Linked DNA regions of Mus musculus: region 1 is linked to region 2. A link is a contact called in public Hi-C data. All regions are on one chromosome and are shown on one strand. The core of a region is the stretch at or near the end of the contact, and the rest is flanking DNA. Distances in the headings are between cores, read along the strand shown. Region 1 overlaps L3mbtl3 (L3MBTL3 histone methyl-lysine binding protein). Region 2 overlaps Epb41l2 (erythrocyte membrane protein band 4.1 like 2).

Region 1 (6,336 bases), core at 3,174-5,673, 890 kb before region 2:
TGATTGGTGTTGGAGGGCCTAGCCCTCTGGGAGCAGTATTCCCCCTGGGCCTGTGGTCCTATAATATATAGTATAAGAAAGCAGACCATGAGGCATAAGCTAGGCTAGGAAGCAGCAGTCTTGCGAGCTCTCTGCTTCAGTTTCCTGCCTTGAGTTCCTGCCGAGACTTCCCTCAGTGATGACTGTCCTGAGAGTTGTAAGATAAAATAAACTCTGCCCTCCATGAGTTGGTTTTGGTAATGGTGTTTTATTACAGCAGTAGAAACAAAATCTTAACTCATTTAATATTTTCAATTTCCCTCACATAATTGTCCCCTGACCTCTCCTGCTCTGAGGATTAAGTCTTAGTAATGTATAATTCGGTCCTTGTGATGGACACTTCACACACTGAGAAATATCTTTTGGTTGATATTTTATTTAAAGCAATGAGGGGGAGAAAGAACAATGGCACATCTGGAAATTCTCAAAGGAAGAAAGTTTCTCATTCAAAGAAGCACAGAGTTTCTACAGACTGTTTAGGAATGCGCATGACATTGAAAGACGAACTTGCGAAGTCTTGAGCCTGGCATCATGGTGTGAGCATGTAATTTCATCATTTGGGAGGCTGAGGCAGGAGGATAAAATCAAGGCCAGCCTAAGCTTCATTCCAAGTTTTGAACAGCATATTACACAACAATATTCTGTCTAAAGAAAAAAAAAAAAACAAAAACAACTTGAAAATATGTAAGATCAAGAACATACATGATTCACCAAAGATCTGACCTACAGTTGGACAGTTCCCAGCACACTAATTTTATCTGGCCACTTGAGTTCCACTGATTAGTTGAAGACAAATTTCTCATATGCCTTTTTACTTATCCATTTTTGTCTGAATCACTAAAATATAAAAAGAGCTTTCCATTTAGAAACAAAAAGCAAAAAACCACATACTCCCTAGCTTGGTGGAATGTCCCTGTAATCCTAGCACATCGGAAGTAGAGACAGAAGACTCATGAGTTTGAGGCTGGCATAGTTGCAGGACTCTGTCTCTTGACCAAATCAAAATGGGCCAGAGGTGGCTCAATACCTCTGCATCTGATATCCCGAGGTCAACCCTCAAACCCACATGATGAAAGGAGAGACCTGAGTCCCTTCAAGTTAATGTCTGACCTCCATATGTGCACTCTGGCATGCAGGTGCCTCAACAGATACACACACAATGCATGCACATAAAATATAAATAAAATAAAAATATTTACTATTGCCTATCATCCCACCTTTAAAAAAGAAAAGCAGTGTTCCTCTAATACTCTGTCCAGTAATGTTTTTCTTAATAATTTGTGATTTGCGAGTTGGTGCCCCGTGACTGGGTACCATGTCTTCTTGTAAATATGCTTAGATCTAATTTCCATGTGCAGCTCCCGGTTGTGAACTCCGCCCCCCATTTCTTCTCTATGGGGGAAGCAAACGATTGTTCTGGACAGCAGCCACTTTTAGGCTTTTTGGTCTCAAATCTTAGTTATTGAAAACCCAAGTAGTTATTTTTTCTAATATTCTATGCATATTGATACTTACTGTGTTAAAAATAGGCTGATTGATTACTTACTTAAAAATAATGATAGTAAACTTACTGTATGATAATATACATAAACAATTTTTTATGAAAGGTAGCAAATATACAATAATAGCAGTCGTAAACGGGAGAAGTTGTAGCCTCCCACAGCCTTGAGCAGACTGGCTCAGACCTTGCTCCACTGAGAATGAGACCACCTGAGGTAGAGCCTTCCCACCTAGATGGTTCTATTGTTCTGTCACTCTGGAGCCGTTCCTCAAGACACTGCTACCTGCTGAGAGGCTGAGAGATTCCTGCGATGGCAGGCTACCCAGAGATTCACACCTTCCTGCCAAACTAGTGCTGTATGATGATAACTTGCTGTATGATAATATACATAAACACAATTTTTATGAAAGGTAGCAAATATACAATAATAGTAGTTGTAAATGGGAGAAGTTGATGTAGTTTTGTACTTGGGCAAACCTTTCTAATGTCTGACTTTAAGAGCGATAGCTGGATTCTTACCACTTCGCCTGCCTTTCATCTATTCCAGGCTGTTGTTTTGGCTAAAGTATATGAAAAAGGTCTGGTTTTATGTAGAGACAGGGTTGGAAAAGAGAGAGAGATTTTGCTTCTCTTTCAGTAATGGTGGAAATCTTTGATGTCCCAGCAAAACTCCACAAGGGGCAGTCTACCCTAAAGGTGGGTTGGTGTGCAGTTAGAAACCTGATGACTGAGGTTTCGCCCTCTGTTAAAATTTATTCATCTGAGAGTTGGAACCAATCCCTCCCGGGCTTACTGTTGTAACGCTATACCTTAGTCATTTGGAGAACATTTTTCCAATGAACTATGTAAATCTTCCAACTGTTGTCATATTTCATTAAGTTTAAAACACTTCATTTTCATTCCTGTCACTAGTCCATGTCCTTGGCAAAGTCTTGGCTGTTAGGAACCTTGTTAGTATCATAGTAAGTGTTTCAGCTGGATCAAACAAACTTGATTTCGTTCTGAAAAATCACATTCACATTTGCTGTGCTAGTAGGTCAGACATGTAATTGGTAGGTTAATATAGATTAATACAATAGACTAATACAGAATAATAGATTCAAAAATGGTGTCTTTTAAATCCACATTTTATTTTGTAGTTCCTTTATCTCAGAAAATTCCATTTTCTGAGAGTATAGTTAGGACAGGACTCAGTTACTTGAGGTCAGCTGTTCAAAAATATTAAATGGAACTGTCCAGAAGCAAACAATCTGTGAGTTTTGACGTGGTCCCGAGTCGTGTGAAGTCACAGAGTGTTTCACTCAACTCTACTCAGGAGTGAGTCCACTTTGGATCTAGTGAGCCTGTAGTGTGTGCACAAGCCCCTCCCCGCCTGCTAGGTACTTGGTGACTGTCATCTCAGTTATCAGATTGACTGTCCAAGTTCACAATGCTTATTTTCAAGTAAACCTCGTTTACTTCACATTGGCCCAGCTGCAATAGCAATGCTGTTGGTGACTTGATTAATGCAAAACAGAATGTTAATTGTTTAAATGAAAAGGTGGAGATGCTCATGCTCTGGAAAAAAGTGGTATAGCTCTGGGGGTGGCGTGTAGAGTGAGTGCTTCTCTTAATGCTAGCTGCAGTTTCTAACACCACAAAGTAAAACAGAAATGTAATCTATAGAGGGTTTGGAGGGCCTGAAACCTGCTGGGCAAGTACTCTCCCAGGGTCTCTATCCTCAGCCCCATTCACGATGCTTTGGAGCGGTTGTTTTTAGATGGATGAATCAAGAAAGTGAAGAAAGTAAAGGAAGCAGACGTGATAATGATAACTAAATCAGTGTGCATGTGAAGTATTTATACTCTCTCTCCCTTCTTCCAGGTTACACAATAAATCATGACTGAATCTGCATCTAGCACAAGTGGTCAAGAGTTTGATGTGTTTAGTGTTATGGACTGGAAGGATGGCGTTGGTACCCTACCAGGGAGTGATTTAAAGGTAGGCTTTCTTTATCATACACAAGTGTGTGTGTGTGTATATATATAATAAAAGGTGTAAATAAGTACATTTATTTATTTATTTATTGTATCTGCAGTCAGCTTGTTTTACAACGAAATACATGAAACAATGTACTTCAACGTATATACATGAAACAAAAATTCAAAGCAGTAAATAGAGTGTTCTGGCTTCATACAGTATGTGGTATTCTGTAGTAAATTTGCAAGCTACCTTATAATACTGATGGATTGCCGGGTTTTACCCCTTGGGCTAGGGGTCTGAAGAATAGTTTCAGTATGCTCTTAATCTGAGGAAGCCATCAAGACCTTTGAGGAGGATCGTCTGGTTTTGTTCTATGATGATGATAGCCAATATATATGGCAGTGCCAGACCTAGAAAGTCTAGCTTTTTGTATATTTTAGTAATGGCTTTGGGGGACCACATTCCCTGGGTCCTAGTGTCCTTATATAGAAGCTGGATAAAAAAAAAATGAAAACTTTGAATCGATAGAACTATTTACTATGCTATAAATAAGAATTTTGTATAACCACTTGTTCACCAGCATACTCTTCATGGGGTCCAGTCTGCCCACTGTATGTCTCCACTCTTCATGGGTCAGTCTGCTCATTGTATATATACTAGCCTACAATGTGTCTCCAGCCTTTATGGCTCAGTGTACACACTGTCTATGTGCTAACCTACTGTGTGTCTCCACTCTTCACGGGTCAGTCTGCCAACTAGCCTGCTCACTGTATATGTGCTAGCCCCACTGTGAATCTCTACTTTTCATGGCGTTCAGTCTGCCCCGTTGTGTATGTGCTAGCCCACCGTGAGTCTCCTGCTCTACTGAGCCTGCGTTAGGGCCATCTCTGCTGCTCCATGGAACACAGTTGTGCAAGCTCCCATCGGCCCCTGCTTCTCATTTCTAGTGTGATTTTTGCTCTGATCCTGTCTTTGGGACCTTGAACCTGTCTGTGGCCTGTGGCCTTTTAAACTTTGTGTTTGTATGCAGTCTCTCAGGTGTTTGAACTTCCTGTATCTCTAACAGGCTGTCACTTGGCCTGTCTCTATAAGACTTGTTCTGTGCTGCCTCAAATCGAAAATTTTGCCCCTAACTTAGGCTTCTTGAAATCTAATCCTTTTGATGGCTGCCTGACAAATATCTTAGCCCAGTCCCTGCCCTCACTGATCCTCAAGGGTACAATTTAAACATCTGCCTGCCGTTGGAAAAATGTTTGAGATTTTGGTTGGCTTAGGCTTAATTGAGCCGAAGAGCCAGTGTATGCGATTAGGGAAACAAAACCATTCCAGTGAGGGTTAGGGAAATCTGGAGAAGCTATTTTTAAAAGAGTACCAACATATAGTTAGAACTATTAAATTCTGGCAGTCCTTTATACCATAGGGTAACAGGAGTCTAAAGTAATATATGATCTACTGTAAAATAACTAAGAAAGAAGATTTCAAAGGTTTTTATTATGTAGAAATAGAAATGTTTGAGGAGGTAGGAATGCTAATTCCCCCATCTGAACATTACATATTGTGTATGTATATGGGAATAGCATATGGCACTCATAAGTATGCACACACACTTTGTATCCACTCAAAATCATTAAAAAGAAGATGTTTCCAGTTTTGGTTTTGTGTGATGAGAAGTTATAGACTTAGTTAATTCTTCTGGGTCATGACAGCTCTGCAGTAAAGGAAGTAAATACAAGAACAAATGGGACTCAAGCTGTTCTGACATTCTGCAGGTGCCACCTGTGTGACTTGTGGTGGGCAAAGAAAGCTGATAGCATTTAAATAGAAAAAAAAAAAGCTATTTTTCAAGCTCCAATCATGTCAGCCATATGTTAGCATGTGACCTTTGTCCAGTTGCCTAACGTCAGGGACTGCAGAGGTAGCTCAGCAGTTAAGAGCATGTTCTGCTTTGGTAGGACCTGACTCTGGTTTGACTGGACAGCTCACATTTCCCTGTAAAGCCAGTGCCAGGGGATCTTTATGAACTCTAAGGGTAATTATACTCACAGCCCCTCCCTCCATCCTTGCCACATAGACACAATTAACAATAAAGTAAAACCTATGGAAGAGTCTCTAAAACCCTTACATGTTGTAAGCTTTATCTGAAAAAATGGGAGTCGACAGAATCCATAAACTCACAGGTGTGAGACAGCGGTGATGGTGAAAGACTGCAAACTGATACAAGTTGCGCATTCTCTGACTATATTATGAAAATTACTCTCCTGCATTTTCATACATGATATGTTTTATATGTCAGGTACACGATGAAATTTATAACTTTGTTTTAGTTAGCCTTTGGCAAAAGGGGAGTTCCCATCCCTAAGAAATCTGGATTGCTTTTTAAGTTTTCTAAGCAATGGATTTTAGAAATTAACCTATTATTTTTATTAAGATAATCAGGCAATTAAGTCATTTAGGGTTTTAGTATCAGGCTTGTTAGATATGACTTTTACACTCATGTAATTATAGGGTAATTACCATGTGTCCAATCTACCTATGGGCAGTAGACGGTTGGATACCTTACTTTAGTAATTTAAAGAGTAGAGGAAAGGCACAGAGGCACTAAGTCTGAACCCACAGCACCCATGGACAAAGTAGCCCAGTGGCAGAGAGGGCTGGAGACAGGAGGCTTTCCGAAACTTTGCGGCCACCAACCTAATTTTAGGTTTAGAGAGAGGACTTTTCTCAGTGAAATAATAAGGTGGAGGGTGACAGACAGAACACAGACATTTACTTGGCCTCTGTATCGTATAGATGGTGTATGTAGCAGCATGCATGTTCATACAACACTCACACAT
Region 2 (6,608 bases), core at 318-2,817:
TGACTGATGTGACCTCGCACAAGTCATATGAACTCCGCCCCCGACCCTGACTGACGTGACCTCGCACAAGTCATATGAACTCCGCCCCCGACCCTGACTGACGTGACCTCGCACAAGTCATATGAACTCCGTCCCCGACCCTGACTGACGTGACCTCGCACAAGTCATATGAACTCCGCCCCCGACCCTGACTGACGTGACCTCGCACAAGTCATATGAACTCCGCCCCCGACCCTGACTGATGTGACCTCGCACAAGTCATATGAACTCCGCCCCTGACCCTGACTGACGTGACCTCGCACAAGTCATATGAACTCCGCCCCTGACCCTGACTGATGTGACCTGGCACAAGTCATATGAACTCCGCCCCGACCCTGACTGATGTGACCTCGCACAAGTCATGCTGGTCAGCACTGAGGCTTTATTTCCTTGTTGCTGCTATTCCAAGATATTTATACAACACCAGCTTTTTCCACTTAAATTACGTTTTTATTTCTAACTTTCTGGAAAATATCCACTCTTTAGGAAACTTAAAAGAGACTTAAAAGCCCCAGGAAGACATAGAAAAAGTGATTGCCATTTATCCAGTGACAAAGCATACTCATTTCCAGTTAAGATGCAGAACCCTGGAATGTCCTAACTGTAAGCTGAGTCAGACAGGCGTTTCCTCCCCACACGCTTACAGGCAGCACAACTAGTTACCAGTGAAATCAGAGCAGGACCAAGAAAAAGAGGGCTCAGCGGATGCCCCATTGTTAAAATATGCACCTATTTGTTCATGCAATACATAGAAATTATACATACACACACACAGAGATAGACAGACAGACAGACAGACAGACAGACACAGACCTTTTGGAGTAGAATCTGGTACTTCTACTAAATGTTTCAAAACTATGATTACTATTTCAGTAGTAAATGAAAGAAGTTCACACAAATTATATTACCATAAGCAATGTGCTATGTCTATCATTGAGGATTAATGGTCAGCAGTTGATAGTTAAGTTACTAAGATAGACATGTGGTTCTATTATTTACATGTTTATAGTATACAGAAACTAAACACATCACTACCTCTTAATAAAATAAGTGACTGAAGGCAAGACATTTACCTTACTCCACCACCAGTTTCCACAGCTATGAGAATAATAGAATTTGATACAAGGTATATGGCAAGCATGAAATGAATTAAAATGTGTAACTACTGGCTACAGTCCTTGAAAATAGGGATAGTTAAGAGACATCTAAGATGACATCATAGAGAAAATACACTCCAGCTTACAGTCAATTTCTGTAAACTCGTGTCTTTCCAATAGTTTCTATCTCAGACACAGCTCTACTGGACACTTTACCCTATAAGACTAGTAGGACACATCCACAGAGCCACCCACAGTCAGGCGTTCCTATGCTGAGCAATACATCAAACCCTAACACGGGAGCTACAGTCAGACCCCGCTGTTCAACATCACTCAGCATCTCAGGAACTTTTCTGTTACTAGGCAGTGTGACAACAGGAAACCACTTAGCCTCCTGCCTGTAACCCAGAAGCAAGAACCACCTCTCAGCTCTAACAATCAAGGGAATGAGACAGGAGATGCAAAGCATCTAGGGCAACCACAGCTGGGTTTCTACTCTGCGCTGCTCTTTGACTGGGCCCACATCTCACAAAACCTGAAACACTGTCTTGATGCTCGGGCCGTTCTTCCTGTTAGGTTTCCCCCTCTCCAAAACATGGATATTTTAGCAGCCAAGGAGAAGCTGACTATGCACAGCTGCTTCTAAACTTCCACTCGGAATCTCCACTCTCCAGTGCTATAGAAATGCCAAGGACCAGCAACTGTATCTAAGAAGAAAGCAAGAAATCATGAGCATGACATCGCATGTGAGTCTCAGAGGAGGCAGTGATTCTGGAGGCAGAGAGCGCAGGTTTCTGAGAGGCCCAACTTCTCACTTTTGGTGCTCACGAAGCCTGGTGGAATGAATTTCTCCTCAGAGACACTGCAGGATCCGTAAGATGAATTGGGAAAGCCACCGTACACTGCACAGGCAGTCACTATGGTGGTAGGTCCTGTCCCATTCACACATGGCTGAGTTTGCCAGGCTAGAAGGCTAAATACGCTGGCCCAGCAATAGATGTCAGCTCCCATGTTAGCCAGTGGAGAAACAATGATGAATAAAACAAATGGTCTCAAGAAATGTTTATTCAACTAGGAAAGACAGACAATGAACTCAATAGACAGTAAAATGCTGCCTATGGAGCAGAGAGAATTCATTTAGGTGTATAACATGTTTAATAAAATATATGAGCTATTTCATGAATTCACAGAAGTCCTATAGAGGAATTGAGCTGCTGTAAAAAATAAATTAGTGTTAAATATAATTCAAAAGTTTCCGTTATTGAATTCAACCTCCTTTGAAATTACAGGAAGTTGAAGCGATCCCGTTTTCCCATCTGCTTTTCTGAATTTCTTTTGTAAAATTAATGGTAGATCTCTGTAAGTGTAACACTTAAACTTCTGTCTAGAAAGGCAGGTTTCTTCTGTGTTTGTGCTAGGGTATTAGAATGTAGATCAGTTGGCCTCAAATTTGAAATCCTCTTGTCTCAGTTTCCTGAGTGCTAGATTATAGACATGCAAAACTATGTCCAGCCATTAAGTTTTTTCTTATAAACAACTACAATTCTGTTAGGTGGAAAGATTACAAATGAGCATTTGCCAACCAAGCAAAATGAAAGACATCTGCTTACAACTTGTATCAAAATTAGCAGTTTGTATCTATATGCCTGTAAGTCAGCATGTCCAACTCCATTTATGTGTTGCTTGTACAGACATGATTTCAGGTACATGGCTGACTACTTGGTACTGGATAAGCAATTAGGGGGCCTATCCTTAGGAAAGACTAATTATTCCTTCCACACATATACCAATAACAATCAAAATAGCAATCAAAGAAAAGGAGAACATGCATTTAAGAGGGGCTGTCAGTGGATATGAAGGGCACAGGAAGGTTGGAGGACAACAACATGGGAGGCACTGTGGGAAGGAAATGAAGTGAGAAAATGATAGTTACACTTTAATTTTTTGAAAAATATATTTTAAAAGTATATAGTTAGTGTTAGCATTTTGTCTAAGCTCCACCTCACAGTTACCTGGCAACAGCCAGGTGTGCCTGACTCACTATAAAGGGGTTGCTTGCCCCCTCCTCTCTTGCTCTTGCCTTTCTGCCCCCACTCTCTGCCCATTCCCTTCCTCCGTCTCTCTCTATGTGCTCATAGCCAGTCTCTTTCCCTCTCTCCCTCTCCCTGTCCTTCTCCCTCTCTCTCTCTCTCTCCCCTACCCTCTTAACTCCCCTCCCCATGCCCTGAATAAACTCTATTCTATACTATAGAATAATGTGGCTGGTCCCTGGGGGAGGGGGGTACCTCAGCATGGGACCACTGAGGCAAACCCTTCCCTTCCCTCATACCTGACTACACCTCCATAAAACATATATATCCCCTCTCTCTCTTTATCATTTTATAAACACATCAGTTAGTTCATGGGCTATTATTATAATGCGGGGATTTGGGCCCAGATAAGGAAGACATTCAAAGCCTTTCTCTAGATTTAAAAAAAAAAAATTATTTGTGTGGGTTTTGTGTGTGCCACAAAACACACACAGAGGTCAAAGAAGAACTTGTAGGAGTGGGCTTGAGGTAGGCAAGGCTTGCAAGCCGCTCCCTAACCAGTTCACCAGTCTCTCCTACTTACCTCCAAAGGTCAAAGTGCACTCTGCTTCTAGGCAAATCTCTAAATTGTCATCTACTACAAAGCGTATTCCAGTTTCCTAATATTTAGACTTTCTTCCTCATCGCTTCTCGGCCTTTTGGCTAAGATCAAGTGTAGACTTTCTTCCTCGGCACTCTGACTCCCTCCCATACTGATGGATTTCAGTGACTAGGTTATTTAAGAAAAGGCATATCTTGCCTCAATGTCTTCTAAAGTGGTATACTTCACTGAGTTAAAAACCAGTAGGGCAATAGTGGAATGGCTCATATTATTAATGCAGGCTGGAAGTCCAGCAGTCTCGAGTGCAGAGTTCAGTCTTTTCTGGTTAGCAGACACACACAGTCCCATGAGTCCTCATTCATCAATACCGACCCACAGACATTCAAAGCAATAAAGCAAGAACACGCTGAAGTAAGAGCTAGGGAGAACCTACATACGCTTTTCCTCGGTAAGCAAGAGCGGACCTCTGGAGAACGACTCAGGCAGAAAGCTGCTCTGCATTTGTCCTAGAATAGGCTGTGCCACATTTATATGCATGTCCACTGGGGTTCCCAAGCTGTTTCATATTGCCAGTTGAGGCATTTCTTTGCTTTGTATCTGTTCTTATGTGGTAACTTATATAAACTGTCAGTCTCTGTCCTGATGATGTAGCACACTAGCCCATCAGTCAGTGAAACCCCATAATCAGGAATGGGGCACCATCGCAGTGGTGGAACCTTGTAGAGCATCCATGAGGCCCTCCGTCCAATCCTCAGTACTGTCACAAAAAGTTCACAAAACTTACCAACCACATTCTGAAAAACTAATTTTTTTTTATACCAAATTTCAACAAGCTTGACAGTTTATATCCCCCATGTGCCACTCGATAACCCAACTTACATCTCAGCATTGCACAACCAGGGAAAAGAAGGGTGCAGTGGGGAGACTGCTCTAACTCCAGGCATGGACAGACATTTTATGTGTCTGTATGTAGGGCTGATCTGTAGAAGTTCACACGTGTGCCCATACGGCAAGGGGTACACATGCATGCGTGTGCGGTCTCCCTCATCCTCAGTTCTGGAGAAGAGGTCTCGGGATCCACAGCTCACTGGGTTCAGCTCAACTTCTGGTTAGCCAGTCCAAGGGATCCTGTGCCTGTGTGCCCAGCTGTAGCCGGTCTGCGCCTGCCTCACAGGGCTTCCTGTGTGGACGCTGGGGATTCACTCCAGGTCTTTGTGCTGACACTCTGTGGGCTGAAACTCTCACCAGCCCACATCTTTTTTGGTTTTGTTTGTTTGTTTCGGTAGAAGCTACATAATATATTAGAGACGTGCAAAGGAGATAGAGAAAATAAGATAGTTAAGATGTGTTTTCAAAAATATTTTACTCGAGGACTAGCAGACTAGCTTATGAGAAATTTCTCTTTAAACAAACCAACCAACCAGCAGCCCCCAGCTAACGGAAGGCAGACTGAGATGTGAGCCTCAGCTCAGGCTCTGGGTCTGCTCCGTTATTTGTGGCATTCGTAACTGAAGCCAAAACAGAACATTTCTGGAGGCCCCTCAACTTGGAGGAATCTGGGCAACTGCTTACCCAGCATATTGCAGAGGGTGCCACACATCATGGCAGTTTCTAAAACACCATCACTGTCTCCGTGTAGGCCCCTCCACAGTGCCCTTATTGTGTGCCAAGAAGGCAGTGACGGGAACCACACAATGCAATCCATACATTACTCCCCAGAGCTATGCATTCTACACTCGCTCAAAACTACACTGTGCAAATATAAAAGGGCAAGAACAACGGTATGCACAGAGCCAACATAACTCATTTACCGTGGTGGGGCCGAGGAAGTCAACTAAGGCTGTGCAAAGGAGGAAAGAGCCTCAGCCGGAGGGCATGACTGTCAGTTCTTTTCCCGCCAGTGAGTCACCTGTCCCGCACCTGTTCCTAAAGTTCATTCAACTTCTAGCAAAAGGAAACCGGAGCCAATGACCTTTTTTTTTCTTTAATATGTTCAAAACATAATTCTACAAGTAAATAAGTCATTTATGTTTCTCTGATCATTGATAAAAATTCAAAAAATTGAAAAGGTTATTTCAAGAACTCAAAAAATTCCTCCCAGGCTCAGGCTCAGGCTCACTCTGGACTGTCCCAGATATCTCTGCCTCTGCCTCTGCCTCTGCCTCTGCCTCTGCCTCTGCCTCTGCCTCTGCCTCTGCCTCTGCCTCTGCCTCTGCCTCTGCCTCTGCCTCTGCCTCTGCCTCTGCTCTCCTTCATATCTACAATAAGCCTCCCTCCACACCTAGAACAGTCCTATCCTCCTCCTGTATTTCTTTTTGTCATTCACTACCAATAGGCGGGCACAGGCAAAGCTACCACAGGCTCAACACAGTGCCCAGGAGAAAGGATCTCTAGAAGAAAGAGTCAAAGATGATCACTCACACTTTGAGTTACTTTCAAATGGCAAGTTCATTGTTTGTCAGAAAAACAATTCTGGCATTTTAAAACCAAAAGTGGAAAGACACCTACAGAAATTCCTATTTGAAGGGGAAAAAAAAAAAAAAAACTACAACTGACTGAACACACACATTTTCCTTTGTCCTCATTCTCAAAGCGGTACAAATTAATATCTACTTACACTGTATCAACAGTGTTATAAACTCTAAGTGATCTAGCAATAAGTTCAAGTATACAGGAGAATATACATATAAAAAATACTAGGCTGTTTTACTATTTTACAGAAAAGAACTTATGTTGTGTGGCTCTGGGTATTTGTGGTGGTTCTGGGAACCAACCCCCGCACCCCTTTAGAAAACCAGTAACAACCAAATTTGCAAAAAAAAATATATATATTTTAAACAG

Evidence for each region. Hi-C and Micro-C count contacts between places; a contact is called where the count stands out from the background.
Region 1: a Hi-C map of CD4 T cells shows a contact between it and region 2, with 4 times the contacts expected there. The contact joins two enhancer-like sites. A contact is called at or near these places in 1 of 484 Hi-C or Micro-C datasets (CD4 T cells) and 1 of 115 datasets of contacts at active chromatin or transcription factors (embryonic stem cells).

Annotation. Positions count from the first base shown.
Region 1 is chr10:26,349,443-26,355,778 of GRCm38.p6, reverse strand. L3mbtl3 (L3MBTL3 histone methyl-lysine binding protein) reads left to right here. Exons shown (of 22, transcript NM_001359254.1): 2 at 3,404-3,520. The coding sequence starts at 3,419. Among named protein-coding and RNA genes, the nearest start is that of L3mbtl3, 21 kb to the left of the region's middle. Within about 2 kb of position 4,423, at least 12 of the 459 cell types and tissues checked have an H3K27ac peak or open chromatin away from gene starts, as enhancers often do.
Region 2 is chr10:25,452,245-25,458,852 of GRCm38.p6, reverse strand. All of the region lies in intron 3 of Epb41l2 (erythrocyte membrane protein band 4.1 like 2), which reads right to left. Among named protein-coding and RNA genes, the nearest start is that of Smlr1, 81 kb to the left of the region's middle. Within about 2 kb of position 1,567, at least 61 of the 459 cell types and tissues checked have an H3K27ac peak or open chromatin away from gene starts, as enhancers often do.